2 separate regions of the Mus musculus genome follow, and region 1 is linked to region 2. A link is a contact called in public HiChIP or PLAC-seq data. All regions are on one chromosome and are shown on one strand. The core of a region is the stretch at or near the end of the contact, and the rest is flanking DNA. Distances in the headings are between cores, read along the strand shown.

Region 1 (3,036 bases), core at 242-2,741, 67 kb before region 2:
TGCCTCCTGAGTCCTGGGATTAAAGATGGCAGTCATTCTCGCCCAGCATTTACGGACGGCAAGTGCTTTTCCTAGCCCAGCATCTTCCTGGCTCTGTACTTAGATTTTTAAATTTATTATTTTTATTTGAATGTGTATGTATGTGTGTGCATGTACATGCATGCATGCATGCGTGTGTGTGTGTGTGTGTGTGTGTGTGTGTGTGTGTGTGCATATGTGTGTGTTTACCATGCATGCAAAGGTGCCCGGGCAGACCAGAGGGTGTAGGATCCACTAGAACTGGAATTGGTGGCTGCGAGCCACCTGATGTGGGTGCTGGGAACCAAACTTGGGTCTTCTATAAGAACATGAAGTGCTCTAACCACTGATCCACCCCTCCAGATTTGTACTTTTTAATTGCCACCATCCACTGTGTTGGATCAGGAGGGCTTTGTTAGCAAATGGAACAGAGAAGGACGGCAGTCTGGGAAAGATGTAGATTTGACTCTTTCTCCAGTAGTCCCAGGGTGGGAGAGCTTGACTCCCTATGGAGGGAAATTACACTCAGATACACTCTGCATTGTGTGTGTGCGCACGTGCCTGCCTACCTGCCTGTCTTCCTGCCTGTCTGTCTGTCTGTCTGTCTGTTGCCTGTCTGTCTGTCTGTGTCTTCTGAGTGCTGGGGATTATGAGGTGTCTGAGGCTATGCAGATCTAAGAACCAAACTGTGTAGGGATGCAAACCTCAGTCCAAGGGTGGGACGTGGGTAGTGGGTAGAGCATTTGCCTGGCATGTTTGAAGCCAAGCAGTGAAGCACTGAAGAAAACCGGGCATGGTGGCACACACCTGTAATTCCGGTACTTGGGAGATAGAGCCAGGAGGGTCAGTCGTTCAAGGCCATTTTCAGGACATAAAGTGTTCAAGGCCAGTGGGGGAGAAGTGAGACCCTGAGTCAAAAACCACAAAAGGAGACACTTCAGCTGGTGACTGGCAAGGACAAAAGGAAGTGCCACACACACACACACACACACACACACACACACACACACACACTCTACACACAACCTACTTCCAGCTCTCAGAACTGAGACCCTCGCTCCTTATCAGGGCTGGGTCTGTAATCTCAAGGGTCCTGTCTGCACTGTGCCCAACAGGACAACTTTCCAGCAGCAGTATTATTTTCAAGCATGTACTTGTGTGTTATACATGTGTGTGCACACATATGTATGTGGGTTCACAAGCACATGTGTGACCGTTCACGTGGAGGCCGGAAGTAGACTGTGAGCTGTCTTTCCCAGTCCCTCTCCACATTGTATTATTACTTTTGAGACAAGATCTCTCACTGACTCCAGCTCTCCGATTGGCTATGGCCATTGAGCTCCAGGGACTCGGCTCTCCAGCCTGACCTGCTAACCGAAGCCTTTTTCCTGAGGTCATTGCACAGCCTGGCTGTGGTAACAGGACCCTCGGAGGCTGGTGACAGAGCAGCAGGAAGGAAGGGGGGATGGGCCCCAGCTCTCTGAGAGCCAGAGCAGATGGTGAAGAAAAACAAGGGCTTGTTTGCCTCTCTGGGGCATCCGGTCCCAGCGCAAGGCTGGAGTATTTCTGGCTGTAGCGTTTACTCGCAGATGGGAGGGAGTGCGTGTAGAGAGTTGGTCACCTTCTCTTCTCTGGCCGTGCTCTGGAGCTTGATTGAGAGTCTTCTTGTTTATATTCTGCAGGACCTGGTTTTGTCTGGGCTGTCAGTTTTTCCAGGGCAGGGGCCATGACCCACCCTGAGGCCCGGAGGACCCTGTGCAGCATCAGCCAACGTCCTGTTGAGTGATGGCAGGGCCCAGGAAATTTCCAGAGCGAAGGGGAGCCACATCTTCTCCATCGGGTCCTTTCAGATCTTCCCTGAGACTTGGGAAAGGGGCAGTCTTTGCATCTGGACTCTATATTTACACGTTTTCGAGGCCTACGGAATTCTGCAGACTTAAGTTTGGAACACAAAAGCTCACTTCTGTAGTTTTAAGATTAAAAAGTAAAACCCATTCTTTTGTTTAGTGAGTGTGTATGTGTGTGGGCACTTGTGCCAGGACACACCTTTGGAGCACAGAGGACGACTTTCGGGACTCGGGTCTCTCCTTGCACCATATGAGTTCTAGGGTTGGATCTCGGGTTGTCAAGCTCGGCAGCAAGCATCTTTGTGCACTGGACCATTTGCAGACTACCACAGCCGCAGGCGTTTTGCTGCTGGTGTGTGCCGCTTGCTGTGCAAGTCAGGGCTCTTTGTCTCAAGAAAGGACTTAGCTAAAGTCTTACACCTAAAGCTACATTCTTGCGCCAGGCAGGGCTGGGACCTATGCTTTGATTTTGTTTGTTTGTTTGTTTGTTTGTTTTCTTCTTATTCTGAAATGTAGGTTCCAGGTCCTCCAGGCTGGCTAGGTAGTCAAGGATGACCTTGAACCTCTAAACCTCCTCCCTCTAGCTCTCAGGTGTGGGATACAGGCATGCCTGGTTTATGCGCTACTGGGAATCAAACCCAGGGCATCATGAATATGGAGCAAGCACTCTACCAACTGTGCTCCACGTCCAGCTCAGAGACTGGCTTTCTGGCTTCCTGTGCTGCACCCCCTGCCTCTTTGCATCTTAGAGCCTGCATGAAGACAGATAGAGTGGCAGCCTGTCCTCAGATACAGAGTATCCTCAGCTAGGGAGATGATGGGGGCGGGGCAAAGTGTTTAATGTGCAAGCACCAGGTCCTGAGTTTGGATTCCCAGCATCTGTGGTGCTGCATGGGTAGAGCCCCAGCGTTTGTGGGATGGGATGCAGAGACAGACACAACCCTGAATGTACTTGGCTGGTCAGTCTAGCCAAACTGAAGAGCTTCAGGTTTGGTGAGGGTTTAAAAATGTTTAAAAAGGTAGAGAGAGATTGAGGAAGATACTCCACATTGACCTCTGGACTCCCTGTGTATATGTACTCAAGAACACACACACACACACACACACACACACACACACACAACAGTAGAAAAGATGAGGTGTAGTAACATTTCCATATCCAGAGAAAAGG
Region 2 (2,943 bases), core at 173-2,672:
GCTCCAGGGCACCTGACAGCCCCCTTCTGGCCTTAAGGGGTACTATACTCTCATATGGATACTCACACACAGGCACAAACACTGCACAGGAGAGTGAGACAGAGAGGGGGGACAGGGGGAGGGGAGGGGGAAAGGAAGAGAGAGCCTCTTTAGAGCTGAGCAAAGTACTAGCAGAACCTCCTAGAATCAGAGCCCTGGACTGAGTGGGGACAAACTTGGGACATGTGTGCTTGTGTGTGTGTGTGTGTGTGTGTGTGTGTGTGTGTGTGCATGCCTCGGCACACTTGTAGAGGTCAGAGGACAACCCCGGTGCCAGTTATCACCTCCTGCCTTGTTTGAGAGGAGCAGCTTGCTTTGCAGCTAGGGAACCTGAGGCTCAGAAACTTGGGGGGGCGGTTATCTGTCAATGACGGGAGAGTCACAGAAATCACACTGGAAATAGAGTGCCTTTGTGGCCACCCCCAGGGTCTGTCCAGGCAGGACAGCAGGTCCAGGCCAGACTGTGGTGGTCAATACTGATTGTCAGCTTGACAGGATCAGAGTCCCTTCTGGCAGGTCTGTGAGGAAATTTCTAGATTGGGTAGACACACCCTAAATATGGCGGCACCATTCCCTAGGCTGGGGTCCCTGGTAGAATAAAGAGAAGAAAGCAAGCTGTCCCCCAGCCTCTGCCTCTCTCTGCTTCCTGACTGTGGGTGTCACATGACCAGTTAGTTGCCTCACTCTCCTGCTGCCAGGTCTTCCCCATCGTGAGGGACAGGACACAGACTCAGCCAAATTCTACCCCTCCATCTTTTATTGCTTTGGTCAGAGCTGCAAGAAAAGTAACTAAGACAGTCGCTAACTTTGAACTTGCTGTGCACGAGCTCGTTTCTACATTCCTTTTGCTGTCTGCCAGAGGGAGCTACAAAGGAAACTTCCTGTGGGACACCATGATTCCTGAGGGAAGTAGGACCTGCAGTTAGTGTGGAAACCGAGATCCATATTCCCTCACCAAGCCTACTCAAAGCTACCCAGGATGCCGTCCTTCCTGTTAGCTTACTCCCAGCACTAAAGCACAGTTAAGCCAGGTGGGTAGAGCATAATTGCAATCCCAGCCCGGGGTGGGGGTGGGGGGGCTGAGGCAGGGGGATCTGGAGTTCAAGGCCAGCCTGGGTTACCTAATGAGGCTTTATCTCTTTGTTATATACTGTGTTGGTCACTTTTCTCACAGCTGGGTAGCTTGCCTTCTGGGGGATGGGGGCTCAGATTCTGAGATCTTGGGGGAGCAGCCCCCCTTTCAAGCATGCCCCTAGATGGCTGTCTAACCTCTTCTTGGGCAACTCTAGAGATGGGCACTCACTCTCTCTGAGCTGATCCACTCAGCCTGCCCTGCGGCTCATCCCCTGAGGAGGTAGGGAGGGTCTGGCCTGTATGAAGTCTGCCCAGGGGAACTGAGAGGCCCATCTGTTTGCTCTGCCTTTTTGACCGGTAGCCTAGGCCTCCCCCTCCTCCCTCTCCTCCCCCTCTTCCTGCCTCTCCTCTCACTTCTCTCTCTCCTCCCCCTCCTCCCCCACTTCTACTTCCTCCCCTTCCTCCCACTCCTCTGTTCTCTCCCTCTTCCCACCTCTGTCTTCTCCCTCTTCCCCCTCTTCCCACTCCTGCCATTTCTTTCTCATCCTTCATTGCATCCTCTCTTCCCTTCTGCCTCCCCTTTCATTCCTTCCTTCCCTCTTTCTCTGTCTCTTCCCTCCCTCCCTCCTCCCACTTTCTCTCTCCATTCATCTTTCCTTCTTCCCCTCCTTCTGCACCTCACATCTTCCTCCAGTCCTTTTCTCCTTCCCCCTGCTCCCTGCTCCCTGCTCCCTGCTCCCTGCTCCCTGCTCCCTGCTCCCTGCTCCCTCCTCCCTGCTCCCTGCTCCCTGCTCCCTCCTCCCTGCTCCCTCCTCCCTCCTCCCTCCTCCCTCCTCCCAGAGAGCTGTTCAGCACCTTGTTGGCTTCACAGGTCCAGCCTGCCTGTTCCTCTGCAACCTTGTCTCTGTACGCACCACCATAAAAAGACGGGACCTTGGGCCAGATGTACAACACTCTCTTCCATCACAAAACCTTCTCTTGACCTTTTTTTTCTCTGTGTCTTTCATCAGTTAGGGGACTTCCTCACAGAACTGGGCCTGCACTTCTAGGCAGCCCCTAGCACACCCCACTGGTCAGGACCACAATGGGGACAGCAGAGATGCCTGAAGACCATGACATTGACTCTAGGCCTCTTGCTGTGGGAAACCACATGGGCAGAGGTTGGAGAAGAGAGCAGTGGCCTTGGTAAAGGCCATGAGTGGGTAGTGGCCATCCCTGCCCCTGGAGAGATCATTGTTTTACACCAACTACAGAGGCCAGTCTCCAGTCAGGTCATTATTTGGGCATGAGAGGAGGGTGGGTTCCAAGACGTGGATCACATAGGAGGCCTGAGCTGGCCCTTTGTGCTGCCAGAGAGCTGAAGAGTGGCAGGTGGCTTTGGGCTAAACAGACCTTCACTCTCCTGCCTCCTCCAGATGACAAATTCCTGGGTCCCTGTAGGTTCAGGGCCCTGTGTAAGCCACCGTCTTTACCAAAGTTCACCACTGTCTCTTAGGACTAGGGACAAAGGTCCCTCCCTTTCTTTCTATTTAAGTTTTATTTAGTTTGTGTTGAGGTAGGATGGGGTAGGGGTGGGTAGGCAGGTGTCACGGCACACACGTGACAGTCAGAGGACAACTTCTGAGAACTGTTGTTTTTTTGTTTTCCTTCCATCATATGGGTCCCTGGGGTCAACCTCAGATTGTCAAGCTTGGCAGCAAGCACCCTGAGCCAGTGAGCCATCCCACCCACCGGCCCTTGCTACCTCTGTCACCTGAGGAGATTCTGAACTGGAAATCCACACCTTGCCCGGCTCCAAGTCCGGGTTGACAGCATTTCCATATGTGGGGA

The links. HiChIP or PLAC-seq counts read pairs in DNA pulled down with a chosen protein or histone mark.
Region 1: a contact with region 2 is called in an H3K4me3 HiChIP or PLAC-seq map of the 230-238 cell line, with 18 read pairs. The contact joins two enhancer-like sites. A contact is called at or near these places in 2 of 15 datasets of contacts at CTCF or cohesin (both in the NIH/3T3 cell line), 41 of 484 Hi-C or Micro-C datasets (the 3T3-L1 cell line, the 4T1 cell line, B cells and 33 more) and 9 of 115 datasets of contacts at active chromatin or transcription factors (the 230-238 cell line, PVALB interneurons, bone marrow-derived dendritic cells and 6 more).

The regions. Positions count from the first base shown.
Region 1 is chr5:136,862,611-136,865,646 of GRCm38.p6, reverse strand. The region is part of intron 1 of Col26a1 (collagen, type XXVI, alpha 1); the gene reads left to right. Gm20485 (a long non-coding RNA gene) reads left to right here. Exons shown (of 2, transcript XR_868604.2): 2 at 1,701-2,012. Among named protein-coding and RNA genes, the nearest start is that of Gm20485, 6.2 kb to the left of the region's middle. RefSeq lists an enhancer at 712-3,036. Within about 2 kb of position 1,491, at least 142 of the 459 cell types and tissues checked have an H3K27ac peak or open chromatin away from gene starts, as enhancers often do. A contact at or near this core is called in the 230-238 cell line, B cells and the CH12 cell line, where this site is marked.
Region 2 is chr5:136,795,615-136,798,557 of GRCm38.p6, reverse strand. The region is part of intron 3 of Col26a1 (collagen, type XXVI, alpha 1); the gene reads left to right. Among named protein-coding and RNA genes, the nearest start is that of Gm30654, 30 kb to the left of the region's middle. Within about 2 kb of position 1,422, at least 16 of the 459 cell types and tissues checked have an H3K27ac peak or open chromatin away from gene starts, as enhancers often do. A contact at or near this core is called in the 230-238 cell line, B cells and the CH12 cell line, where this site is marked.